Linked DNA regions of Sus scrofa: all the other regions are linked to region 1. Evidence: chromatin contacts called from public Hi-C and HiChIP or PLAC-seq data. All regions are on one chromosome and are shown on one strand. Each heading gives the region's core, a stretch centred on a gene start, on an enhancer-like site or on the middle of the called end of the contact. The rest is flanking DNA. Distances are from core to core; before and after follow the strand shown. Region 1 holds the start of FOXP1 (forkhead box protein P1). Region 2 overlaps FOXP1 (forkhead box protein P1). Region 3 overlaps FOXP1 (forkhead box protein P1). Region 4 overlaps FOXP1 (forkhead box protein P1).

What was found. A called contact is a pair of places that touch in the nucleus more often than the background predicts. HiChIP or PLAC-seq counts read pairs in DNA pulled down with a chosen protein or histone mark.
Region 2: a Hi-C map of embryonic fibroblasts shows a contact between it and region 1, with 3 times the contacts expected there. The contact joins the enhancer-like site here to the promoter of FOXP1 in region 1. A contact is called at or near these places in 3 of 47 Hi-C or Micro-C datasets (adipocytes, embryonic fibroblasts and fibroblasts) and 1 of 2 datasets of contacts at active chromatin or transcription factors (skeletal muscle).
Region 3: a contact with region 1 is called in a Hi-C map of skeletal muscle, with 7 times the contacts expected there. The contact joins the enhancer-like site here to the promoter of FOXP1 in region 1. A contact is called at or near these places in 7 of 47 Hi-C or Micro-C datasets (embryonic fibroblasts, epiblast stem cells, fetal heart ventricle and 3 more) and 1 of 2 datasets of contacts at active chromatin or transcription factors (skeletal muscle).
Region 4: an H3K27ac HiChIP or PLAC-seq map of skeletal muscle shows a contact between it and region 1, with 4 times the contacts expected there. The contact joins the enhancer-like site here to the promoter of FOXP1 in region 1. A contact is called at or near these places in 1 of 5 promoter capture datasets (liver), 4 of 47 Hi-C or Micro-C datasets (embryonic fibroblasts, heart right ventricle, liver and 1 more) and 2 of 2 datasets of contacts at active chromatin or transcription factors (alveolar macrophages and skeletal muscle).

Annotation. Positions count from the first base shown.
Region 1 is chr13:52,968,691-52,975,621 of Sscrofa11.1, forward strand. FOXP1 (forkhead box protein P1) reads right to left here and starts at 5,667. Exons shown (of 21, transcript XM_021070841.1): 1 at 5,404-5,667; 2 at 3,330-3,477.
Region 2 is chr13:52,492,849-52,500,042 of Sscrofa11.1, forward strand. All of the region lies in intron 7 of FOXP1 (forkhead box protein P1), which reads right to left. Among named protein-coding and RNA genes, the nearest start is that of FOXP1, 480 kb to the right of the region's middle. Within about 2 kb of position 2,538, at least 19 of the 83 cell types and tissues checked have an H3K27ac peak or open chromatin away from gene starts, as enhancers often do.
Region 3 is chr13:52,628,084-52,635,040 of Sscrofa11.1, forward strand. All of the region lies in intron 5 of FOXP1 (forkhead box protein P1), which reads right to left. Among named protein-coding and RNA genes, the nearest start is that of FOXP1, 340 kb to the right of the region's middle. Within about 2 kb of position 5,123, at least 12 of the 83 cell types and tissues checked have an H3K27ac peak or open chromatin away from gene starts, as enhancers often do. A contact at or near this core is called in skeletal muscle, where this site is marked.
Region 4 is chr13:52,524,886-52,531,933 of Sscrofa11.1, forward strand. The region is part of intron 6 of FOXP1 (forkhead box protein P1); the gene reads right to left. Among named protein-coding and RNA genes, the nearest start is that of FOXP1, 450 kb to the right of the region's middle. Within about 2 kb of position 4,901, at least 26 of the 83 cell types and tissues checked have an H3K27ac peak or open chromatin away from gene starts, as enhancers often do. A contact at or near this core is called in liver, skeletal muscle and subcutaneous adipose tissue, where this site is marked.

The DNA of each region.
Region 1 (6,931 bases), core at 4,417-6,916:
ATCGGGAGAGCAAAGGGCAGTGGGAGCTCTTTGGAGGGCTTGCCTCCCCACTTAATGCTCTTCAGTCAGGGGTTAAATGAGTTTCTTTAATGTAAGTACCTTAAAGTAACTGAATCATAAACAAAATTTATACTATTTCTGACAGCCTGCAATCTATTTAAATTTTATTAACGTGTTTCTGAAATTATTTTTAAAAGACAGAACCATTGTAATGCCCTGTAAATATTCCTGGCATGGCCACTGAAAAGGAATTGGTACTTTAGAACACCTAAAGTGAATAACACATACATTTGGGGGGAGGGGGTACAGAATCTTTACAAGATAACATTTCAAAAGTGAGGTTGAGTCTGAAAGAAAACATGAAAACCAAATAAACAGCCCAATAAGACTGGTTGCAAAAAGGAAGCTGGGTTCAAAAGAAGTTGTCACATCTGTTCTATTCTCCCTTCTCTTCCTTTATATAGGCATTGGACATGCAGTGGTATAAATATATTTGTTTAGGAAATATCACAATTCTTCTGTTGATTTAAACATCTGCTGAAAACAGACATATACTTCAACAGAGACTACGAATGCAAATATACAAGGCCCGGGGTAGAGTCTTAAGCAAGGAAAAACTTAGTAACAGAAAGCCATGCCCAGGCTCAATATTAACCCAGTTAACTTTTGTTATTGTTGGTACAAATGATTTAACTAGAAAATATTTATAGCTTTTTTAAAAACATTACATATTGCAGAAAATTGCCTAATAGCATCCATGTGTATGTTTAACTCACATTGTTTAATGATACAATAAAAGGTATATCCAATAAAAGCTACAGACTTTGAAACATGTTAGGCACTCTAGTTATGAAATTCTGGCTTAAAAAAACATAGTGCTTACTATATGATCAACATTTGTTAATTAAAAATGCAATTCTTAAATGATAATTATTTTTATTCTTTTCCACGCGTTTATGTGTCCTCTTTGCTATTTTGTTCTACTTAATTTAAAACGACATTTAATTTGGGGAGAGTTTATAGCTTTAAAAAAAGTGTTAGACAGTTTATACTCTAGGATTTAAATATAAACACAAAATCTTTCAGACATCACCAGCAATACAACCCCCTTAATTTGAGACAGTTAATTTGAAAAGTCGATGTTTCTTTCATTATACTTTGATAAACCTGTAAAAACAAAATGCTAAAGTAATTACTGTTACTACTCCCTTTAAAAATGTAAAGCAGTTAAATTTTCCTAGACAACAAGCAAGGACAAGTTACAGAGAATTTGAATAAAAGTAGCAACATGGTCATGTTGAATGTCAATCTAAAAAAAGAGGTTATGTCTAATCTGCAGAATGCTCCCTCTCGCCTCTTTAAATTCCAAGAGTGGGCTGACACAAAACTTCATCACCAGGGAATTTTTTTTTTTTTTTTTTTTTGAGCTTCACATCAGATTTAAACCCTCACATACAAAACCTTGGCTTCCCTGACAAGGCAGATCTTCTAAACTTGATGTGAGAAAACGTTATCTAACTCCAGTGTAGGAGTCTCATGTTGGTAAAAAGAATTCCAGTGCACAGTTCTGGGTAGCAAGACAGCCAGCCTCTGGAAGACTGCATTTCCTTTTAATGCCTTTCTGGGTGCATTCTCTTCATAAATAAGAATGCATATAAAAATAATAACTTATTTCACTACTCAGCATCTATAAAGAACCCAAATGCTGCCTGAAGAGGGACTGAGTATTTCCTTCGAAGTGAGCCTTTGCTTCCACAACAAAGATCAGCATTTGCAATGGTCCATTTCTGCATTAGTGAATATATAGCTTTGCTGCTTGATCGAATAGTCCAGGGTTCTCCATGTAGACCTCCTGACAACAACACAGCAGCAGTTCTGTTTGATCTCTCCTGCTTCCTTAATTTGGGTTGTCAAGGTTCAGCAGTTGGAGGCTGTTTACTTTACTTTTCAAAAAAAAAAAAAAAAAAAACTGATTTTTTTTTTTTTCTCTCTCTCTCATGCAATGACTAATCCAAAGACTGGGGGGGGGGGGGGGGGAGGGAGATGCAGCTAGTAGCAAGATGTTAAATGCCCCCTCCACACTGAGATTTTTTAGCTTACATCTTTTGAATGGTAACTAGATGAGTTCTTTTTTTTTTAATATTTTTCATGTTCTTTCATTATGAGATGTTTCAAGGAGGAAAGTCAGAGAGTGAAAAACTCATCTCTGAATCTGTGAGCCCAATTTTCTTTCCAGGCCTCAAAGAGATGGGTCTTTCCACTTTGGGAATCAAAACTCCAGTGGAATTCTCAAAAAGATTCAATACATTTCTCTCTGGAACCGAAAATAACAGCAACTCCTGTGTCTCAATTATACAGGATAACACCAGAAAGAAAACAGCTGAAGTCTCAGCATTTCTCTTCAAATTCTAGTTAAGACATCTTCCCCTAAACTGATTCTCACTGTGGAAAAAAAGAGAGGGTGGCCAGGGGAGGGAAAGGAGATGAAAGGTAAAAATTTGGAGATACTCTTCAACATATTTTCAGCCAGAGAAAAATCCCTTAAACATCCCTCAGGTTTTCTCAGCTCAGCTGTTGTGCAAGCCCTAAATCCTGAAGCCTCCAGAAAAACCAAAGGTAAAGCGTAGATGGTTTCAATGTATAAACTCCTTTCAGAGGGAATACAGAATGGCCCTCCAACATTCAACAAACAAAAAAGGAAATCCAAACTTGGAAAATACCTGTGACTGGACAAGAGAGCAACACCAATCCCGCAGAAGTGGGCTGGAAAAGCTCAAATGCAACCAAATGAAGTGTTTATATTAATTTCATTATTCTGCCCAAGCTTCACAGATGAGGATGGGGGGGTGCGCAAAGGAAGAAATAAGTTTCATTTCGGGTTTTCTGGCCAAGCAAAAGAAAAAGGAAAACGAACGCGAAGGATGAGCCCAGACTAAATCAATACACTTTGTAATCAGCTCGGCAAGGGTATTTGGACACAATGACTTGGAAATAATTAATAGTTATAAAAAGGGGGAGTGGGGTGAGAAGGGGAGCTACGAATGTCATCATATTTTATCGGAGTACTTTATACTCGTTGCTAAACTTTGATCTCCAGATTTTCAGATTTAGGAAAGAAAGGGGGGGGGGAGAAAGTCCAGTATTTCGAAGCACCTACCGGCTTGAGGATGGGCACATTCCTGGCTCCTACGCCTGATCGCTGCGCTCGCACCGCCCATGTTGGGGCTTTGGGCGCAGAGAAGCCCCGGGGTGCAGCCCGAAGCTCTAGGGTGCCCCTTCCCCCACCCGCCCCCGTCCTCGCCCCGGTGCCCAAGGCCGCCTCGACTTACCCGCGGAGTCCGAGGGGAGAGTGGGAGCGCCGCCTTCACGCCCGCGGAGGAGGCGCCGGCAGCACCATGGTCCCTGGCGGCGCCGCTGCCGCTGCCCCTTGCCCGCTTGTTCGCCGCGCGCTCTCTTCCTCTTGCAAACTTTCGGGTTCTGCGGTCGACAAGAAACCGGGGCGACCCTCAGCAAGTCTTCTCAATGCAGGTTGGGGGAAATTGAGGGGGGCGAGATAAGTGGGTAGGCTGGGGGGGCCAAGACCGAGCGGGTGGCGGGCTCGGAAGACCGGCGAGCGCGCGTGGAGGAAAGAGAGGATGTGGCTCAGGGATTCCCTACAAGGATTCCGAGACCGGGAAATCGGCCCGAGCCAAAGTCTCAGCACCTTCCCCGGGATCTTACAAAGTTGCAACAACAAAAAAGGAGGGGGGAGGAAAGGGGGAAAGGGGTGGGATAGGGAAACGATCGCAGGCGCAAGGTTTGAAGTTACAACTGTTTATTTAGTCCTTATTCTCACAGGGGGGCGGGAGCTGCTCGGCAAGACGGGCGGGGGGGGGGTGGCTGTACGCAGCGATTTCGAAGCAAACACTTGGGAGGGGGTATGCGACTTTGTTTCTGGGCGAGGAGCTCCCCGGCGTCCGCGTGTGTCACCGCCAGTCTCCGGGGACCAAGGCGGAGCTCACAACAGGTGGGGAGGGGGGCTCGCCGAGGGCCTAAAAGGAAAAGGAATCAAAGTTTCCGAGCGCGGCCGTGTCTAGGGAGGAGGGGGGCGGGAGGCGGGGGCGAAGTGGAGGCGGAAGCAGCGAATGACCGCGACCCGGCGGCAACTGGCAAACTCCTCGGCTCCCGGAGCCGCCACCGCGGTCCCCACCCGAAGCGCACGCACGCCCGGCTTGCCGGCTCAGCTGAGTCCTCTCTTCGGGGCAGGAATGTAGCGAGGGGAGCTTGGGAGAAAGGCGGCGCGCAGCCGAAGGACGGAGAGCCATGAGCCATCAGCCTCCAGGACAGGGCCGAAGGGACACAGCGACTCGCGCGCGTCTCAGGATAAATTGAGGCTTGAGAAATCCCCCCGTTCCCCAGGCTTGAGAGGGGAGTAGACCCAGAAAGTGCGTGCGGCGGAGTGCATCCAGGCTCGGCGACTCCCCTCAGCGCACCCTACTCCCAGCTCCCACCCGCGAAGTTGGCCACCGTGGTCTCCGACCCCTCGCGGGGAGGCTGGGTTGGCCCGGCCAAGCGCGCGTGGGGGTACGTGTCTAACTGGGGGTGCGCGGGTTTGTGTCTGAGTTTTCCCAGCTCCCAGCGGGCGTCGGAGGAGTGCCCCCGCCGCCAAGTTCGGGGCACCGCGTGCGTGGTACCACGGATGTCCCCAGCCGCGGGGCCTAGGGCGCAGATGTCCCTAGTCATTCTGCGGCGAAGCCCCGGGGGCACCAAGGGGGGCAAACACTAGCGAAGAGCGAAGGGAAAAAGTTTGCTCCAAGTCCAAACTTTGGGCTCCAAAGGCGCTCGGCGCGCCTCCCCTCCCGCAACTGACCCGACCCCGGGCCCAGCGCTCGCCATGCTCCTCGGAAGGCACCCCGACGCTAGACACCGAAAGTTGCGCCGGGCGGCCTGGGCTTATCGATTTCTCTCCCCGCGGCGACTGTGGAAAGCGCAGAACGAGGCGTGAAGGGGCCGAAGGGAAAGCGAGATCGCCTCCTCCCTGCCGCTGCCGCCGCCACCGTCCCCCCTCCCCCGCAACCCCTTTTGACTTATGGAAATGCACCCAAGAGTACGGGCGCCACCGGAGTCCTCTCCACGCCCGCGCCGGCGCGCAGCCCCCACCCACCCCTGAGCTCCGGCCCAACGCGGGGGAGAGAGAGGCTGCCTCTGGGGAGGGCTAGGGGAGATGCACGTGGAGCCTGGAGATGAAAAGTATTTTTTTCCTTTTTTCTTTTTCTTTTTTTTTCTTTTCTTTTTTCTTTTTCTTTCTTTTTTTCTTTTTTTTTTTTTTTTGTGCTGGTTTTTGTTGTTGTTTAAAGTAGTCGGAAACAAGGCGGGAGGCGGCTTGGGAAAAAGTGGAGCAGAAATGGAAAAATACAAACTCACCCGCTGCAAATGGTCTCTCGGTGCAAACTAAGGTGTTTTCGGGCCTTTCCCCGCGCGCGCCCACTCCCGCCCGCGCGCGCACCCCGCACACACACTCGCGCACACGCACACACACACACATACACACGCGCGCACACACGCACTCCCGGGCGAGGGCCGGGCCGCCGCGAGTACAGCATTCAGCCGCCACACAATAAATAACAATAGATTCCTCCGCTCCGGACTAGCTTCCCGGAGCCCAGCCAGCGGCGGCGGCGGCGGCAGAGGCGCGGGCAGCGTCGGGCCGGGGGCGCTCCCTAACCCACCCCGGGCCTCCGGCCCAGGCCCCCTCTCCGTCTCAGGCACCCCCAAACCGCCCCAGGGCGCTGCCTAACATTCCCCACTTCTCGGATCCACTGGGGCGCTAGCCCCCACCCACCTCCCCTGGCCTCCCGGAACAAATAAATAAATAAGGCGCGCGAGAGGCCAACACGTCGCGGAGGGAGATGTTGTTATTTTTTGCTGTTGTGCGTCCCTGACGTCACATCCACCTGCTGGGTAAACAACAAGGCTAGCAAAAAAAAAAAAAAAAAAAATCGCAGTTGCCAAAGCAAGGGGGGAGGGTGTGCGGGGGCTGGGGGCTAGGTGCAGGGGAGCCGGGAGGTGGGAGTGCGGGGTGTCCAGACTGGATGGGGAAAAGAAGGAGGCAGAGCCCCGCAGACCAGAGAGGGGAAGGCCACGCCAGAGCAGTCCTTGGCAAAAGAGGGATCTGGCAAGACAGACCTGGAAAATAAGGGGCATGGGGGAGGGGGGATTCCTCAGAAGATGGGGAAAGGGGGGCCCATTCAGGCATGAGAAAAAGCCGAGAGAGAGAGTGTTAACAACTAGGGCCGAAGATGGGAATGCTAAGGCTATTTGCTTGGTTTCTGAGCTAAAAATACAGAAGGAAGAAGAGAGGATAGGCAGGGATAAGAGGTTCCTCCAGTTAAAAGTGAAAGTGTTTTGCCATCAGTGACAGTTGAAGGAGGGGGAGGCGGAGTGGTGTTTCAACCCCCTTTCTCCTTCTCTCCCGTCCTCCCTCGGTCTCTCCTCTTTCTTTCTGCACTTTGTCCAATGAAAGAAGGCGAGTTCGGGAGGTGAAAGTTCAACAGAAGGACAAACCCCTGTTTGCAAGGAAACAGAAACCCGCCAGCGAGGGTCCACCTCCCCCCCACCACCAGGAGAGTGTAACGCGGGACGTTTTTCCCCCCTTCCTTGTCAGAGTCACTGCCGGAATGTGTAGTTAGATCCACTTTAGGCGAAAGTGGCTGCGAAGGGAGCTGTGCTCTCGGCCAAGGTTTCTCTTAGGAAAACGCCCAGGGGGCTAGCAAGTCAATCAGTTGTTTAACACAAATTACCTGCTCTCCCAGAGATCACTCAAATGGAAAAAGCTTTGTCCAATTTGAAAAAGCGAGATTTTTTTTTTCTTTTTGCCGCTTTAAAGTTTGGTGAAATTTAGAAATTTGAAGGAGTAAATGAGGAGCCTGAATGAAATGTTGTGAAATATGCA
Region 2 (7,194 bases), core at 1,288-3,787, 480 kb before region 1:
TAATAGAATCACATGGCACTTAGGGAAGGGTGAAAAGCAGTAGACAGGCTAGGAGATACGCATGAAGAACAGAAGATGCTCTGAGGGGTTGGAGCAGCATAACTGATCGTTTTTTTGCCTAGTGCTAGGCATACGCTTCCTGAAGGTTTGAACTCTGGAACAAGGTAGCAGCAGAGGAAACAGAGGGAAAGAAAAGAAAGGACAGAAGAAGCCCAGGGGAAGGAAAAATGGAAGATCTGATAATGTGGTGAGGATGAGGGAAATGAGTAAGTTGATGACAACGCATGACTGACTAATAGGACCTGGCAACAAAAATGATCAGTTGGATTGGTGATAACTGAAATCAATGAAATGATGAGCTAACAGAGAGTCATGGGTGGGCAGCCAAGGGGGGCACATACAGGCTTCAAGTCATGGGTAAAGAGGGACTAGAACAAGCAAAGAAGACAGAGGTGCTACTGGAGATGATTCAAGGAACTCAACTTTGGGAAAGGAATGAACTTGGGTTCCAGCAGCACAGTGGGAAGCAGAAAGAGAATGGTGTGGAGACCAGAGGAGACTGAATGGAAGGGGTTTAAAAGAAGGCTATTTCCAAGAAGAAGAAACAGCCAAAGAAAGGATCACAGGCTGTGACAAAGTCAGATATGTTGGAAAAAGGATGGAGACAAAGGCTCTGCATTTAGTGACAATAACAATCAAGACAATGATGACGGGGAAAGCCAGATGTGGGGGAGGTTAGGAAGCAAAGTACTCATCTGAAGAAAAAAAAAAAAAGAGTTGAAACAGCAAGCAGAATGCTCAGGCTCTAAAAGCTTGGTAGCAAAAGACGGAGCTTGAGAAAAAGAACTGGGAAGGACCGAGTCATCCAGAGTTTTTGAGTTACCCATTTAAGATCCGCATTTTACCACGAACACCGATAAATGCTGGGCTCTGTCTGTTTGAATGTTTACCGAATTTCCTCAATGGGATGTAACATAAAAGGACAAGGGCTGGCAGTCTTTGCCCAATTGTGTCCTGGCAGCTTTAAATTCTCCTACTTAAGTAGTTCAAAATCTGTTCTTTTGATGAAAGGGGGTAAGTTATGAATAGAAGTCAGCAGCCCTACACCCCTTAAAAATGACTAGTATTCAGTCTCTGTAATTTACTGGGCATTGATTTCTAACTCAAACAATCCCAACAGCAAGGCGGCTGAAGTCCACCAAAAGTTCAAAATGGGATATGTTCTCTTTAAAATGTTGAGAGCGACTAAATATGACAACCATCTGATGTATGAAAATTATTCACAACCAAAAACAGACAGTCTGGAAATAGCCGGGATGACTTCATTTAGACAGAATTACCCAAATCTGTTTCTAATATACACAGTACACATAATAAATTTTTACAATATGACAAGGAAAACAAACTTAATAAAAGTTCCCGATCTTTTGTTACACAAGCATGCTATATCCATGCTATGTTTATAATAGTTTGCCCATGATATCACAGCTCAGTAACAAAGGCCCAAGCAATACAAAAACAGTTACTAGGCATGACATCAACTCACAACTACCGTAATTACATCGGTACACAAATTTCCCAAACTGTACATTTTCCAAACTGCTTCTCAATTTCAACGGCTGCCTTTAGACAATTACTTGCAGAGTTGTCTGCAGGCTTTGAGTAATACCCGTCTTTCTTCTCTTTCCCAAGCGTCATTTCCCTTTAGAAAGTGCATATTTCAATTACAAGCAATATTTTTCAAATATGCCCATAAACATATGTCCAAATTAGGAGACAGTGTGGTCTGGTGGTTAGTGACAAGCATTCGGCTTCAGCAACTGATTCGGTTCCCTTGGCTGGCCCTGTTTCTTACAGCCGGGCAGCAGCTCAGTGAGAAGAGACAGAACGTAATAGAGGAGAGAGAGCAAAGATGCTTGAGCTGGACTGTTTGGGCTGGGATCCCAGCGGTGCCACTTATCAACTCTCTGGCCCGGAGCAAGTTCATTTCTTTAGGCCCCACTTTCTTCCTCTGCAAAATGGGAATAATGATAGAATTTCCCCTCATTTGTACAATACAGTAGTTGGTGCCTAGAAAGTACAGTATAAGGGCTTTCTCTTTAATGTTATTACTGTTGAATTTCTGGGGCTCAGTTTCCTATTTGAAAACCTGGCTTAACTTATCCCGGACCATGGTGAGCTATGTCAATTTCCATCTAGGTCCCACTACCTGGACATAGTGAGGTTCAATGAACAAAGTTTGAATGGATGAATGAATGAATGAATAAATGAAATCCATAGGTTCTGCAACACCCAGTCATTACAGAAGCAAAAACTATCGTCTCGTAGAAATTGGTTTTCATCCCATTTCTCTAATTGCTTGCTTTCAGACTATTGCTAATGCTGATAAATACCTCCAACCCAAGTGAAAGAATAGGCATAGGGGAAAAAAAAGATACTGCCTTGTGATTTCAGAAGCATATTTCTCTAAGGACCAAACTTTTCTAGCCCATCCCATGTGCATGACCTCTGTCTCACTGGGTTGCATGGTCAGCTGGCTTTCCCGACCGGGCAGGGCGCCAGGGAGCTCGACTACCCCCATTGTCACTTCTGGTCCATGGTGCTTGCACCAAATGCTGTTATTCTAGGCTTCAGGAAATTTTCTAACCACTGGATAGGGTCCAATGCTGTGTGCTAATGAGTTTCAGATTGGAGGACTTCACTGTGCATGTGTCAGAAAAGTGCCATGGTTTATGGTGAGGTGGGGGCAGGGAAGAAAAGACACACACAAAAAAGGGAAGAAAAAACAGTAGTTAAAAAATGCTGGCTACTCAAATTGACAGGGAACGTGACCTCTGCACTTCATCAGAAATTCCTGCAGACTTAGAAAATAAAGGAGTTTGCTTTTATCACACACTGTGAGACTCACATGGAAAAATGGAAAACACTACATCACTTGACCTCGGCATGGCCCCTTTCAACCACAGACGAATATTGTGTACAAAAATTCTAAATCAACTTAAGATGTCCAAAAAAAAAAGCTTTAATTTTTTTTTTTTTTTTTGCCTTAGACTTGATGATTACTATTTTGATTCTTGAGATTTTGCTGAGAAGGTTCACACAGGAAAAGGACTCCTAATGCCAGGAAGAGTATTTCTCTCACTTTAGGAATGGTCGTGGAGTGGACGTGGTGGGATAGGCACATCGAGGTCTACATGTCCCTAACTCCCTGGAAAATAATGAGCAAGCCTCACTTACCCAGGTTTGAAAGTCACCCAAGACTGAATCATGATTATTTGCTTACATTAACAGAACATTAAAACCAATTTGAAACAACTTAAGGAAACTCTAGCCATCTTGGCTTAGTGATTCACTTCTCTGGGAAGCGTTTTCACCCCCCACACCCCGTCAAAACAACCAACAGGCTTGCTATCAAGAAAGACTCCTCATCCAGCTAGCACAGCCTACCAAAGAAGCCCTTCTTAGGAAAGCCTAAGTCACAGGCACTTTTTTGAATAATGAGATTCCATTTTCATTTTTCTCTCTCTCTCTCTTTTTTTTTTTCTTTTCTTTTTTTGCCACACTTAAGTCCTGGTGACTTTAAAAGTCCAATCCTTTCACATCCTCCAACTGTCATCAACATTTTTTTCAGACGATGTCAATAAAATTGATTGCTTGCAGTTCTGAATTCTGCTCTGCACATGGAAACAATATCATTTGTTTTAAAGTATTTTCGATGGGGGCGGAAGGAGAAACAGAACGTCAGCAAGCCTATCCACAACACTGGGGTGGGGTGGGGGGTGGGGAACCAACCAGAAGCAAAGAAAATGGTCGGCTGGAAACTCTGACAAAAATTCCCGATATATAAACCCTGCACCTTACTGTTATGCTGACTGATATGTCTTCCTGTCAGATATGAATGATGTTTCTGGAACATTAATACGTTCATTAAATGCTAACTCCCCGTACTTAAAATATTCCATACTTTGGCTCCGAGGCATCTTGACAGCTTTGTTGTAATCATATATGTGAGGCCCCAGACTACACAGTTGTTGAGATGCCTCATACCTACAAGCAATCTGTTGCTTTTACAAGTTTAATCTAGGTATTAAGGGGCTGATCGTGGAACCACGTCGACTTGACATCTTTGACTCAGTTGTATATCACAGAAACCACTATGGGTGGTGACAGACTCCTAGGATGCCTAGCAACCGTACATACCTCTAACTCTGTGATCTGTAATACGACAAAATACGGCTGGGTTCCCCCCCCCCCCCTTCTCCCGAAGCACAAGTGGACGACCAGCAAGGGTCCGACAGTGTTATTCCTAATTACCTTTTTTTTTCACTCTTGATCCTGTGGCTCTCATAATTAGTTACCTGGGGCTGCAATCCAATTTGAAGTGATGACAAGAAAGTGATCCATGAAAAAGTAATAAGTTAAATCCAATTTCAGCCTTCCTCTAATTAAATGCACATGGAACTAATGACTCCAACCCTAGCATTTCAGTGATAATGGTAATTAGCGAGGTGGGAGTCGCTCTCTTTTTCAACACTGGAGGTGTAAACCACAAGGTAAAATGGTGGGAGCGCTCTTAATTACATGTGTCATTTTGTCAGCAATTTACACATTTTTGACCAGTCAAGTATGTTTTTTTCCTCCCTGCTCCTCCCCACCTCCTCGCCCCAACAGTGATTATAACATACTATTTCCATGTTCCAACACATGGAAGCTCCTAAGAGCAAGCACTTCAGGCTGGAGCACAGGAAATAACTTTCCTTTGCTGTTGTTCACTGCTGTGACACATAACTCTTGCCCACGAATGCACACGTGTGTGCGCACATATGTTCGTGCACACACACACACAGCAACAATTAGGATAATTAGGCAGATCTTAGTCTTCCTAATTGAAATTAAGATATTTACAGTAGAAATTGGTTTTTGTTGGTGGGGGTCTTATTTTTGCTTATGATATGAAAAATGTAATAATTTGCTTATTGATGGAAAACAAGGCACTCAGTAGATACTGAGCAAATACACACGGAAGGAGAAGCAATAATTAACTCCTGATAACATACTGGTTGTCTGTGTGCTAACAAGTCACTTGGCTTCTCTGAATGTTCATTTTTCCTTATCCATAGAAGGGTTTCAGGACAGCACTATACCACAGAGTAGCTATGGGACTGATGCTCCACATTAAGCATATAGTAAACATTAGCTATCTTTGCATCTAGTGACAGAGGCATGTGGTGACCAAGACAGGCTTACACTTCAAATATTAGCATCACACTTGCATTTTAATGTTTAGATAAATGTAAGCAAAGTGATCATATAATGAAATATCCAAACTGGGATCCTTTTTTTTTTTTCCCTTTTTTGGACACACCCACGGCATATGCAAATTCCTGGGCCAGGGAATGAATCACCCCAGTCATAGCTGTGACCTACACCACAGTTTGCAGCAACACCAGATCCTAAACCCACTGCACCAGACCAGTGATCAAACCCTCACTACTTCAGTGACCCAAGCCCCTGCAGCTGGATTCTTAACCCACTTCGCCACCACAGGAACTCCAAACCTGGAATATTGTTAAGAGTGAAAAATATTAATAAATACATGCAATCAACAAGCATAGACTGGGGCTGTCCTGGGTAGACTGGGACACAGGGTCGCCTTATAAATAGCTGAGGGTGAAATAGCAAAAATGATGTAACCTATTCTATTACAACAGACATAGGGATTTGGGCGGCAGGGATAAAACATTATTTGGGGGAAAAAAAACCTTTCTACCAGTAAGAGTACTGAACCTGGGGAAATAGATAGACTTCTTGAGCTTCATGAAACTCTTTTAACTGGATGAAAAATTCTGTGTCCATGTGCAATTTTCTAGGAGGGGTTGCTGTTTCTATCATTTTTAATGGTGTGCAGAGCCTAAAAGACTTAATAACCATTTTTAAAGCATCATTTTGATTTTACTGTTTCTTATCAAGACATTTTTTAGGATGGGGGGATTCTCCAAAGTCATGTGATAAAAGCAAAATCTTAAAAGGTACCAAAATTTCAATACTTCCCATCAATTTCATGCCAGGGGTGCCAATTCTAGACAATATTAAGTCCAGACATTAAAAACAAAAACCAAAACCAAAAAACCCAACTCTGCCTCCCTCTCCTGATTTATGCACTTTACTAATTTAGCACATAGGGATATTTTTTAAGGGTCAGTATTTCAAAACCATTCCATTTCACTATCTACAACATAAAACTGTAGTTTCCTTTAAAGGTTTCCTCTTACCAATTTATTCCTCAGTGAATAACGTGGAAATGATATGAGGTACTAAGATTATATGTGGCATTAATGCCAAGCAAAATGCTGCCTAAAGCACGTTTTATATAACTGCAAATAAAAATGCTAAAAAAAAACACCTGCTGAATCTTGTATTTTCACCTCCTCCACTTAAAGCAAGAGTCCTCATTATAATCCTGCGCTTCCAACTGGACTAAAAGGCTGACCTTCTAGTGGGTTTCCTCAACTTTCCTTCCAGAGGGATGGCCCCCTGCGTGAGGAGCTTGCACAGGAGAAAATCTTGTAAGGAAGGGGACAGGCAGGCAAGAAAAGTATCAGATGCCTGGTTTCAAGTTCAAGTTCTTTATAGACAGCCTGAAACGGTGGTCAGCGCTCCACTGTAAGCAACACACAAGGTTTACTTTCTTTCTTAACTTTAATGCTGCCAGAATACACATGTACTTTTACTTTCTTAGGAGAAAATGTGTCATTTGATTTCCTTCCAGTTTATGTCCTCGTGCCAACAACTAAAATGCTTAAAGAACCAAAATGAATTACTACCCAGAAACGGTGGTCAAAGTTCCAAAATTTGATCAATAAAATTGCTCATCTACTCACAAATTAATCTTCAGCCAGTAAAGTTACACATTTTCGAGGTTATGAGCACACCTGCACTGTTAAGCATTTATTTCACTTGTTTAAGCAATCTTCAGAAGTACATAAATATTTATAAAAGCAAGCCTACTATTTTTACTCACATATAATTTTCTTTTTGCAGCAAAACCTGCTTAATTCTTTCACAACTCAAAAGCATCCTGAAGGCAGGGTCTGTATCCTAGACAGCTTTGTATCTCTGGGCATCAGCTTGACGCCTCACAAATCATAGCTGTTCTACAAATGTTCACCGAGTTGCATTTAATTAGATCATTGT
Region 3 (6,957 bases), core at 3,873-6,372, 340 kb before region 1:
CTGTGACCTACGCCACAGCTTGCAGCAACTCTAGATCCATAACCCACTGAGTGAGGCCAGGATTGAACCCAGGTCCTCAGGGACACTGTGTTGGGTTCCTAACCCACTTAGCACAAGGGGAACTCTAAATTTTCATGGTTTAAGCTGGAGTTATCTATGACATTTCTTATTTATCTACATACAGAATGAGCTCTCTGAAGGCAAGGAGCCTACCATGACTAATGAGATAGCTTCCTAATCAATACTTGTTGAATAATGTACATTCATATAGTTTTTATCAATTAAAGTTTACTTAAGGCAAGAGATACCTGTGCTAGGTGAAGACTATCTGAGAGCACCACAGAAACAAATGCATCTAAGAAGAAAATCACAGACATGCCCCAATAGGGGTCTACACTAGTGTACCAGTTCCAGTTCCAGGTTATCCAAGCCCTGCAAAGACCGTCATCTAGAACATTCACAGAACCCCATCCTCTCCTCTCTGATGACCTATGCTAATGGAATCATTAGAATAGAGGAGCCAAGATATACTGGCTTCAAAGGCACCAGCTGGATATAGAAACACTTGGCAAGTCCAAGTTTTTGAAATAGTGTGGTAAGTGGTATATGTCCAATGTGATTAGGAAGGCTATAGTATTGAAATACCCAAAGGGAGTATTTCTTTAGTGTCCTCCAGGAAGAAATATTGCTCTCTGGGGCTATACCCCCAAGTATATCCTGAGTCACTGATGCAGGCCAGGGCCTCCATGGAGCATGCTCACCAGCTCTCTATCCTGGGCTACCACACCTGGTCTACTAGTTATCATGTACAGAGATCAAGTATGTATATACTCAACTGTACAGTCTTGCAGAAACATAAGGCGAGCCACATACGCAATCTTAAAATATCTTCCAGCAACATGTAAAACTTTGAGTTTCTACTCTGGCACAGAGGGTTGAGGATCTGGCATTGACACAGCTGTGGCATAGGTCACAGCTGAGGCTCGGACTTGATCCCTGGCCAGGGAACTTCTGTATGCCCCAGGCGTGGCCAAAAAATGAAAAATAAATACATAGAAGAAAAACAACAAAGAGAAACAGTAGGGATTACTTTTAAAAGTATATTTCTCTTCAGGTGCCTTGTTGGTGCAGTAGGTAGCACATCAGTCTCATAAAAATATATTTCTTTTAACTTAACAGAGCCAAAATATTTTAATTGCAACATACAATCAATATAAAGGTTAATGAGATAGTTAAAAAAAAAAAAGAATATAAACCCAAGTCTTTGAACTCCAGTGTGTACTTTATACAGATGGCACGTAGATTTGGACTAGCTACACTTTAAAGGCTCAGCAGCCCCTTCTGGCTAGTGGCTCCCATACTGGACCTGTAGGCAATGAGCATTGCAAGATTCTGGGAGAGATTCTGGATATAAGGGAGAGGGATACTGTCCATTTCACTTTCACTTTAGATGCTGAAGTGGGACTGCTGAGAGATGGGGGCAGAGGGACTGAGCTGGGAAAGGACTTTGAGACTAAGCAAGTGTGGTGTTTCCTTGACATGGTCCCACTGCTTCCTAGACATGGGGCCTACAATACAGATAAGTAAGACTCTGCGATGTCCACGTCCATGTCACGGGGACACGTGCAAACATCTACAGACCCAGAGATCTATAAATTCTACAGCTGATAGTCACTCTGTCACCTGTCAAGATAAAAGCAAAAAAAAAAAAACAAAACTTCAATCACAGGGAAGGAAGCAGCACAGCACTTGCCTTCTTGGAAAGAATTTAACAACAGTCTAGTTTGTAAGTTTGGGGCGGGATAAGGGGGTGGCAGGAGGTGTGAAGAGAAGTTGGCTTCCTGCCAGGAATTGACATCGCACCATGGGAAATTAGGAGACATCTCAGTTATTCAGAGCACGTATTTAAAGTCTAGATCCCCTACATGCAAGATAAATAACAAAGGCCTTAAATACCACAAACTCTCAAAAATAAGTTAACACTCTCGGGAGCACAAACTGCTCTCAAGGTATAGAGCTTAGCGAGAAGCATGCAGTGGTGATTGAGTGAGCAAGGGCACTAGAGGCAGAGGGGCTTGGGATCAAAGCCCATTTGGTCACTTCCTACCCATGTGAGCAAGTTATTTAATCTGAGGGAATGTCGGTTTCCTCATCAGTAAGTAGTGACAAATAATAGTTACCTTGCTGGGCAGCAATGAAAATGCAATGTGAAGAGCTTAGCTGCAGTGGTGCAGGAAATGTACACACAAAACACACCTGAGATACAGTGGAGCAGTGTATCCATATACTTATATACACTTCTGCACACTCCACAGTAACACTCTATTTTACTCCACTGTCTACAGTGAAAACCAAGGCTGAAGTGCAGTGGCCAGGAGTGAGGACCCTGGAGTTTTCCTGAAGGAGGACACATCGTGGTTCCAGCCCTACAGCTGGGGACCTGAGGCTTCATTTGCATCACAGTGTCCACATCTAAAAGATGAGACTAATATTGCAAATGCATGCTGGAGAGGATGTGGAGAAAAGGGAACCCTTGTATACTGTTGGTGGGAATGTAAATTGGTGCAGCCACTGTGGAAAACAGTATGGAGATTCCTTAAAAAAACTAAAAACAGAGTTGCCATATGGTCCAGCAAACCTACTCCTGGGCGTAGATTCAGAAAAGATGAAAATGCTAAATTGAAAAGATACATGCACCCCAAAGTTCAGGGCATGGCTATTTACAACAGCCAAGCCATGAACGTAACCTAAGTGTCCCGGGACAGAGAACTGGATAAAGAAGATGTGGTACAGATATACAGTGGAATATTACTCAGCCATAAAAAAGAATGAAATATTATCATTTGCAGCAACATGGATGGACAAAGATTATCATAGTAAGTGAAGCCAAAGTCAAAGAAAGACCATTATATCACTTATATGTAGAATCTTTAAAAAAAAGAGTACAAATGGACTTATTTACAAAACAGAAATGGATTCACAGACACAGGAAACAAACTTACAGTTACCAAAAGGAAAGTGCAGGTGGTGAGGGAGGGATAAAGTGGGAGGATGGGATTAAAAGACACACACCACTAAATATAAAATAGGTAAACAACAAGGATTTACTGTATAACACCAGGAACTATATTCAGCATCTTACAATAAACTATAATGGAAAAGAATAAAAAAAAATAATATAAAGGGGGTTCCCGCTGTGGCGCAGCAGAAACAAATCTGACTAGGATGCAAGTTTGATCCCTGGCCTCGCTTGGTAGGTTAAGGATCTGGCATGGTCATGAGCTGTGGTATAGGCTGCAGTCACGGCTTGGATCCGGTGTTGCTGTTGCTGTGGTGTAGGCCGGCAGCTGCAGCTCTGATTCAGCCCCTAGCCTGGGAACCTCCACATGCTGTGGGTGTGGCCCTGGGGAAAAAAAAAGAATATACACATATACACATATGTGGATAGTTGAATCACTTTGCTTAAAATGAATACAGTGGTGTAAATCAACTACATGTCAATTTTTTTAAAAATTTAAGGTAAAAAATAAAAAGGTGAGGCTAATAGTGCCTCCTCGGAAAGCTTATTGGGAGATTTAATACCTATGACAAGCGCTTAGTGCCATGCTGTTGCTCAATAACTACTAGTTGTTATGATCATTACAGAAATGCATCAATATTGTGGGCTGAGGTGCTTTCTATTTATGATTACTCCTGCCTAACGGCAAATACCTGTGACCAGCTCTTACATGGAGAAGTGATCAGAGGAAGGATGTGGCATGATGAGGTTTGCCAGTTTACCATCTAACTACCATCACGCATTTTTTTTTTTTTCTGGCTGCACCTGAGGTATGTGGACGTTCCCAGAGCCAGCAATCAAAGCTGTGTCACAGCAGGCAATCTGAGCCACAGCAGTGCCAAAGCTGGACCCTTAACCAACTGAGCCACCAGGGAACTCATCATGCATATTTAAAGGCTTTATTTTAGAGAGCATGTTCTTTCTCATTTTCTCATTTGATGCTCATGAGCCTATAGGCATAACAAGCACACTGATTCAATCAGGAACTACATCTTGAACACCTACTATGTGCAAGGCACCATTCCAAGTGCTGGAAATTCAGATAAATATCCCTGACCTTCAAGGAGCTTATTTTTCTGTGGTACTGTTCATCCTTTGTTTGCTCACCTTTCTAGAAACAGCAAAATTCACCATGTGCATGTCTGCTGGGTTAGGGGCTTGGTGTGAACAGAAAAAAGTCTAGTTTCTATTATTTAATAAAAATGAGTATGTTTTACAGTATTACACAAAATCATTTCTTCTTCCTCCATCTCCCTATATTATACTGTAAACAAAAAAACTTCCCCATTTTGGCAAAATAAAATACTGCATATAGAACAAGAGCCACACATAAGTATGTTTACAAGCTTTTTCCACATCTTTGCATCCTATGGTAATTCTCAAATTACATAAAGGGGAGGAAGGGGAGGAAAAAGCCCTTAAAGGTTTACACTTTTCCTTAAGTTTCAAGTGTTCTGAAATAAACAGCCTGACATCTTATTGACAATGTGTCAGCATCTGCTTAATTCAAAAACAGCTGGGGGAGTTTCCATTGTGGTGCAGTGGAAACGAACCTGACTAGTACCCATGAGGATGCAGGTTCGATTCCTGACCTCGCTCAGTGGGTGAAAGATCTGGTGTTGCTGTGTCTGTGGTGCAGGCCGGCAGCTGCAGCTCTGATTCAACCCCTAGCCTAGAACTTCCATATGCTGTGGGTGCGGCCCCCTTAAACAAACAAACAAACAAACAAACAACAAACTGGGAAAGCAGTTGTTCACCTGCATCAAGATTTCCAAAGGGAGGCAGACATTCCCTACTGTCACCGCCTCCAGAACGAGGAAGCCCTGTGTGTGCCTGACCATGACCAAACCTGCCTGCCAGGATACTAGATGGAGGATGGCTTAGGGGAAGCGATAGACATCAAATAACAGAAGTCTGGGGCCAGGGGTATAGGACTGGAAAACCCTTTGAAAGGAAGGGCAAGGCTTTTAGTTCCAAGAAAGGAGGATGGACACAGCCTATGACTCTTTTTTTCTACTCTCCCATCTGTGAAGGAAGTAGCCTGCAGGAGTTAAGCGGCTTGAACTATTTTTAGGCCTCTGACCCTTTTAAAAAGCCAGAGCTAAATTCAGTCCTCCGTTACACCCACTCAACTCCCAGTGGCTTCAGCGCGAGCCCCGGGAGAACCCGTTCAGCGCTCAGGAGACTTTAGCTATGCCCTTGGCATTCTCGGCTTCAGATGGATCTCTGGATCCCTCACCGGGTCACCCAGGCTCTGGAAAGCCACCCTGCGGGCTTCCAGCTTCACAGAGGGCAGTGGCCACAGGCTCCTATTCTGAGGATATCCCCATGAGCTGTGACGATTTTCACACAACTGGATGAAAGGCTCAGGTTTTTCGGGTTGTGGATTTTTTGTTTTTTTGTTTTGTTTTGTTTTTTTACAAATCAGGCCAAAAGGGGAAAATAAGTTTCTTTTGAAAACGGTAGTCAATCTATCTCAGAATTGTTTAAAAATTATAATCTCATCTATAGGAGCCCAGATTTGAAGAACTGTAGTACATGGGCTAAATTAAACTTACCTCCAACTAGCACAGGGTAATTACAATCAGGCATCACATGAAGTTCACTGCTGCTGAATGCAACATGATTTGTGACAGTAAACTACAGTATGGTGGAGAAAGACAAAAAAATCATTTATAAATAACGGGTCCCACGTCTGACTTGTGGGGTGAGTGGAGAGCATTCGGCATCTCCAATTACTTTAACGGGGGGCTGTCAGATCCCAGGGAAAGGACACATCGTCTCCCCTCACCCTCTCTAATCCTTCCTTCTTAAAGGAACACTCAGCAAGATAATGAATCCTTTAAATGTTACATCTTCTGTCCTGCATTATTGTGGTGCAGAAACTCTTCACATCAAACAGTCATCAGGACTATTACAAAGTGGGCTTATAAGAGAGGGGCTGAAAAGGAGCTGTGTGAAAAGAAGTGGAAAATTAAAGCTGAAGCAGTCGAAGAAAGGGCTTAATTTACTGGCATGTACAGTATGCAAATGAGATTACTCTCAGCTTAACTGCATCATTTATGTCCATAATAACGGCATCATCATTACAGGGCTCAAATTAAATTACACCATAATTAGCATATCAAAGTGATTGGTTAAAGTTTAAAACAAATACCCAATTTTGTTAATGAACAGCTGTAATTGTCATGTACACTTCAGTGAAAACTCTCTAAACAAATATATGTTTTAGAAGAGAGGAAGATTCCCCCCCCTCTGTAGACAGGTCTGTAGCAGAGGTAAATTACCTAAAAAAGAATGACATGGACTATTCTATTAATGTTAATATATGCTGATCATTTTCAGGTAATAAAGCATTCTATCAAAACAAGGTTTCGCTTATATTCAGACACCTCTCCTGTTCCTGAATGTGACAAACCACCAGAAACCTGTTTCCACTTGCAGTAATGATAACAACGTAGGGGCGACCTGTCTCAAACCAGTAAAGGACATGTTCAATAACAGGCTATTACCAAACCCACCCCCGCCCCTTTATTGAAAAGACATCCGTGTTCAAATCATGCCGAGTCAAAGCTGATTTTCTCCGCATTCCAATCAAGAGACGGAGGAGTGAGAGAGCCAGAAAACTTGCTGAATGTACGGGGTAGACCAGAACGCTCCCAAGTTGATGCCCTGATAACCCAGGAGACAGCCTCCAAATTCCACACCCCCTCATCGGACCATGGCTACACGGCTGCTGTTTCAAACTGGCAGCTGCACCAGGGAAGTTTCTGCTCTTTCATCATTAAAATAAATCAGAAGGTGCAGCGAGCGATTCTGTCAGCATGGGCTGGAACGAAGAGGCACGCACGTTTTAGATATGCAAAACCATATACAAATAAGAAGCTTGTTTTCAAACC
Region 4 (7,048 bases), core at 3,651-6,150, 440 kb before region 1:
ATGTATTTTTAAAGAACACATCGCCTGCATTCCAGGGTTGTGCCCTTGATCTTGCTTTGGCTGCTTTTCCTTTACAGGCTCCTTCTCTGCTCTCAACCGAGCTACCTGTTTATCTCCAGGCACCTAGCGTGCCTACCTGAACACTCTCGAACCCGTCCCAAACTCATTATCAAAGTCCTGTCTTGCGGCACCCCAGTTACTTGACAGATGCTGTAAAGCCAAGTAAACTGCTGAAGGCAGAGCAAGTCAGCTTGAAAAAAGAGGATGAAGAGTTGAACAGCCATATTCAATTAAAAAAAAAAAGAAAGAAAGAAAGAAAAGAAAAGGGGGAGGGGGGAGGAGGAAGCAAAAGGATTCCTTCTGAAAACGCACTGTTGGTGTGGCAATGCTCTTCTGCCACGGAAGCAACTGATTTGTTATTGAGCGTGGAATGCTGGACTGTCTGTCATCCAGGTGCTAATACTCGGCTAAAATAACTCGTTGGGAACTGTCAGTGGGATGTTTACATAGGCCCCAATCTTTTCTTCATAGAAGGAAATTTTTTGCTGGAATTCATCTTCTTTTGATCTCACATTCAAAGCAACGGCAGCTTGATAGACATTCAAGTCTGAAAGCAAATCCAGACGCTGAAGATAAACCGCCAGAATATGACAGGCAGAAGCATCTAAAGCTTATAAAAACCAAGAGAACAGCATGTCGCCTGAGTATTACAATAGCAGAAATCAAGAGACATATTAGGTGGAACTGATCAGCCACAAAAACAGTTCAAAAGGCAGATCACAGAAACAGAGGACGAGGCTAGGAGAGAGAGAGAGGAGAGGGAAAAAAAAAAAAAAAAAGGAAAGCGTCTGGTTTACTGCCTTACCTCCCTTTGGAGCCCCACCGTGCTTCAATGCCTGCCTCTCCACTTTTAGGAGGGGTGGAGTACGGGATTCCAATGTTCCTGCCTAACTCCGCTGGTCTAGTTATAAATGCTGCAGATGACTGCCTAGCAGTCCATTTCCAAGGGGCAAGGGGAAAAGACAGACCCTCACCTTGCTCAGTGGCCAGCACGCCACATTTTATTAGCCTCTCCTGCATCTGCTCTGTAATGCAGTTGCAAAAGGCACTGAGCCTGGGCTCTATGCAAGTGGGCAGCAGGAAAAGTCCTCCCTCAAGAGAAGAGCTCTAAGTGGTTTGAGATGGGCCTAGAGACCTCAGAGAGGTCCAGTTCCCTAAAACGACTCCTTACAGAGTGAACACAAATGCTCCAGCCTCAGCCACACTAACAGATGTGTTCCGTGCTACGGATAACAAACTGTTCAACACCTACCTGCTCTGAAGTCAACTAAGGCCATTTCATAAATGGATTACCGCAAGAACTTTCATGGAGGCACACAATTATTTCTTTTAAAAATTAAGCTGCTTATTCTAATTTGAACTCAGTGTATATAGTGAAAAACTAATTCTCCCGACAGTTCTGTACTTAGAGCTGTTTGTGAACAAACACGGAATGTGAACAGGCAGCATCAGGGTAAAGGGCAAGAGAATCCCACATTATAATTTAGCCTGTGGTTGCCCCTGATGGCCATCACCTCCTGGGAGTGCAGAATGAGCTCTTCCAGGCAGCACCCTTGGATTTTAAAAATTAGCACATACACCCCCCGTTTTTGCATAGTAACCCAACAGCGAAATGTGGATTTAAAGATACTAACTGATTTTTTAAAAAGCTGTAATCAGTTTAGGGTTTGCCTCATGCAAACAAGATTCCTGGGTAACTAAGTTACAAATGGGAAAAACAAACAAAACAAACAAACACAACAAAAACCCTAACTAAGGCACCTTGGGTCAGGCCTACGCAGCTGTCTGATGTGCTAAGCTGACCTTCTGTCTATAAACTATACTAGTTCAATACATGAAAGTTGCCACTATTCTCCAACCTTAAAAAAAAAAAAAAAAAAAGTTGTTTTTAATACTTACTCCCAAGTCCGCCAACTGAATAGTCCACGTTCCTGTAATGGTTCCATTTACCTCCAAAACAGGGAGGTTTACCATGTAAAGTGGAATGCAATTTCCCTTCTATATTCTAAAACACATTCTTCCCCTGAAAAGAATGCTGTCACTCCCAGAGTGACACAAAGAGCAGTAACTCTCCATTTCTCACGGCCATTAGAAGTCTTCAAAAAAAAAAAAAAAAAATCTGCCATGTATAAAGACCTTCATTAGTATAATTAAATGACTGTTGGGTTTTTTTGATATAAACAACTTTTGATCCATCATTTAAAAACCTCATAATAATATCATTAAAGAGCTACCATTTTTAAAAGAGAAATTGTCTGCTCAGGGCCATGGAAGAGTAGGCATGCTCTGGGCCGCTTCCTCTGTCTCCCTTTCAGACTTCTCCTGGACTTGAATGTCATCATAGACCTTGAATCCTCGAATGTGAAATGGCTTCACGCTAATTGCTCTAATTGCTTGAAGATGTGCAGGCAGGTGAAACCTGATCCCCGTGGCCATTGTAGAGACCAAGAACAACACTGGAATGTTTACACAGTAGTTTGATTTTAATAGACAGAAGGGCTGAGTTTAAGACAGCAAAAACACAGCTAATAGGTGACCCCTTAATGTAGTCCTCCTTTAAAAAAAAAAAAAAAAAGACAACAAAATACAATTTCATGTTCTAAAAGGCAGTGTCCTAAATGCCAAGGTTATTTGCTTGACTCTTGGAGTGAGTACACGTTACGCTGCACCTGACATTTACACCCGAAACCCTACCCCGAATACATTTTTTTTTTTTTACCTTAAAACAAAAAAGCACTTTATATGTCAGTCACCTTACCAACAGATTATGACTGTATGGTATTTCCAAGTAAGTGCATTCATTTAAATTTTAAATTGAGTATTTTTCACTTTTGCAAAACTCCTTGTCCCTTTTAAAGGAGAAGCCTTGTATGTCTTTGACAATTCCTCTGGGGTTTTGTGTTCCCCTTCCAGCCCTCTACCTCCATTTATGAAATTCCTGACCCTTGTCCATCCCTGAATTACACTGAAGTTGAATCCAAACCCTCTCATGTTGGGGCTTTAGACACATGTGCATCCTTGTGGTGCCTTTTTTTCTGTGTCACTGCGTGGGATGGGGGTCTGCCTCTCATTGATAGGGGTGAGAGCAGCCAGGGGAGTGGCTGACATACTTATTCAATGACAGTGGCCATTCTCCCCAGATATTTTCATGAATTGAGATGGATACAGAGGTTTGACAATAGCTCCCCGGAGCCCTCTCTTAACAGCGCACAAATGTAACCATTCCTGGACAGGAAATACACCACAGCCAGACCAAGATAAAAATACAGCAGCACCCACAAGGTGTCATTAACAAAAAGAAACCCTCAAAGGTTAGAGGTAGGCTTAGGTGTTGAGATACATACATAGTTACATACGTATCTTTTATACACACACACACACACACACACACACACACACATATACATCAAGAATCTAGACCTATGGGAATGGTTCATAAAGAGCCAAGTAAACACTGTGTAACAGGAAATAAGAATTAAACATGTATTACATCTTGGAGGTTAGAAATCTCCAGATGCAATACATGTAAAATTGGGTTGTGATGATTGCTGAACAACTAAAAATATAATAAAATCACTGAGTTAAAAAAAAAAAAGTATTACAGAATACCGCAAAACAATGAAATTATTTTAAAGTTAAGCTGAGCAATTAAAAGCAATAGCAAAGTTCCCAGATGGCTCAGCGGTTTAGAATCTGGCATTGTCACTGCTGTGGTGTGGATGTTTTTTGGGGCGGGGGCACACTTGCGGCAAATGGAAGTTTCCAGGCTAGGGGTCGAATCAGAGCTGCAGCTGCTGGCCTACACCACAGCCACAGCAACGTCAGATCTGAGCCGAGTGTGCGACCTACACCACAGCTCACAGCAACATCAGATCCTTAACCCACTGAGCAAGGCCAGGGATCAAACCCATGTCCTCATGGATACTAGGTTCGTTACCGGGAATTCCTGTGGCGTGGGATTGATCCCTGGCCTGGGAACTTCTGCGTGCTGCAGGTGTGGCCGAAAAAGAAAAAAAAGCAATATATATACCTTGTAAATGAGAACAGAGGAGGAGCAAGCACCCTATACAGCTGGGAGCACTGTCAAACAAATGGCTGTTCTCCAAGTTATCCCGTGTAATAACTTCTGATAATGAAATACAAAATGCGGAAGAAGGCGAGGGCAGGAAGCCCGTTGAAAGCCATGAAACACTTTTAGTTATATAAGCTAAGTAGTTATAATATAGCAGCTTCCACTGCCTGGACTGTTTGTCCCCAAACACTGAAAGACAAAATAATGAAACAAAAACAATTAGCTAGAGCCCTCTTTCGAATCACAGCCACTGCACACACATTTAAGGACACTCACACCTCGTTCTAAAAGTTAAATTCCCCTGAAGAAGTAATGCTTCCTTCTTCCAAAAAGGAGGTGGGGGTGAGGGTGGGGGACAAGGAACCATTTATCCATTTAAAGATTAAGTATAAACTAGTTCAAGCCAGGGAGAGGAACATGGAAAGAAAAAGTAAACAGGACCTCACCCCCCACCCCGAAAATAGTTCCCCTTTGAAAGCTCTAGGCGGTGGGTGCCTGGTACCAAGAGCCGCCCCGTTCATTGGAGGGGTCAGGAAAGCTATGCTAAACCGACAGGTTCCGTTTACAGCAGGCCAGAACTTTGTTTGGATATACTGGCCTTGCTCCCCGCCAGCTTAACAACAGATGGCTAGAAAACTTTCATTATGCTGCACAGGACTGAACTGCAAACAATCCAGAAAACTGTGAAAAGTTTAACTCCCTCTAAACCAATGTGCCAAACCGGGGCCTGCCCAGAGCCAGTGAGCCAGCGCTGGGCCCCGGGGGACCATGCAAGTGATGGTTAAAACCAGAGCACTTGCTAAGGGCCCCAAGTCAACTCAAGGCACCATTCCAGACGCCGGGACAGCAGCGACCCACCCAAGTCTGGAGTTTAACTGTTCAAAGCCCAGACCTTATAAGGAGTTGTGTGGATAGTCTCCTCTTTGTCTATTTTCCTAAAATGTACTGTCATGACTGCCCCTGGCCTTGGGAGAGAGAAAATCTTCTCCTAGACAGTTCCCAAGCTCCTTCCCACTCTCCCTCCCTCTGGAAATTGGGAGGATGAGGCCAAATAGTCTGACTGTAACACCCAGACTTAAACACGATTTATCCAAATCTGTCTATAATTTAAATATTCATTAAATCGATTCAATCACACGAACCCTAATATCTCTTAATGCTCCAAGACAGGTTATAAATGTACCTTCAAAGGTTTAATTCAATTGGCAATCTGAGAGGGCTGATCACCAGAAATGTGTTATTTTCATATTATTCAAGAAATGAACAAATGTGTTTTCCACAAATGTGTTTGAGAAGCTACCCTTTCCTGTTATTGAAAGAAAATTGTGTTTATTACTCCTTTAGCATAGTGTAAACTCATAAACGTCAACAGACAGTACAAGGAAAACTGTCAACTAAATATTGTTTCCTTCATGAGCTGTTCTTCCAAGTCAATTACGCCTTTCAACTTCTGGGGCATTGTATGATAAACTGGCAGTAAAAATCATTCACATTAATATACCATGGTGCCTTGCCTGCAAAAGGTAATTAAAGAAGTAAATGACTCATAAGAATAGACATATTAGCTGCAAAATGAAAGGCAACTGCGCTGCCACATAAAAATATGTACCATTAAGATACTGCATTTTCATATTCCTGTAATCAGCTTCAGTAGACTAATGCTTATTTAATCCAGTTCTGTGCTAAGTCCATCAACAACTGTTTTTTGCTGTTTTCTCCTTGACTGAACATTATGAGAACAGGTTTGGAATAAATACTGCAATGAGATTTTTGCATCCTCAATTGAAGAACAGGTTTTTACATTTTAAAATCTATTTTTCTTTCTTTCAGAAATACAACGTAAAAAAAAATTACTGGTGGGGAAAATATATAATATATATATATAAATGTACATTTATATAAAACATATATAGTACATATATATGTATGCATATTAGAGAGAGAGAGAGTCTGCTAGTGAGATATGTCTCTTTAAAATGGCAGAACACTTCAGGGAAATGATATTTGTTTCCACATTCACTGTTTCTGACCCATAATGTTATCAGCACAGGGGAGATGGCGTCACGCCTCTACTTGCCAGATCTCTGTCACCTTTATGCAGTGCTCCCTTTTGTTAATAATGGCTTCCACTACCATGAGCAGGAGGAAGGCAATTGAGCTTTTGGCAGGGATGGGACAAGTAAGCAAGAAAAGAGGAGGGAGGTGGCAGGTGGGGAGGCGGGAGAGGACCCTAGACTTGCCTAGGGCCCCCGAGTTCTCTTCCTTCCAAAGGGTTAGCCATGTGACTGGAGAGCATCTTCTCAGAGAGAAACGACTGGCCCTCAAATTAAGTGCTCTGCTTTCCGTTCTCTGGTTTCCAAACTGCCACTTGGCTTGATTCTTCCTATCCTGTATTTCAGCATTCCCTCACCAGGCCAGCCAACCCACAGGCAAACATCATTTACCCGGTCTGAGACTGTTTTCACTCAAGTTGTTGCCTTCTCTGCTTCTGGAACCTTGATCCCCACCAGTGAGATGAGCCCACCGTTTGCACTATTAATATTTCTGGGAACACTGAGATGCATGCAGTTTCCTGGAGGCTGGAGAAATGCCTCTTCTTGTTGTGGAAATTAGGGCTCTTTGTTGATGACTGATGTGGGCAGAGGGCTTTGCCAGTTCAGTTTGGGAGTTTTAGCTTTCAAAACTCTTGCAATGTCTGCGGTGTTCATGCCAGCAGTGAAAATCGGCCTATAAAACATTAGGCTATCTGTCTCCTATCACGCTTGCCAGCAATTCACTCACTTTCAATAACATCTAAAGGCATTGAGACAGGGTCCACCAACTTATCAAAAAATCCAAAAGAGATGACTGAGTTTTTTTTTGTTTGTTTTTTTGGTTTTTTTTTAAACATCACAGGCTAAGTTCTAGATTTCTGCA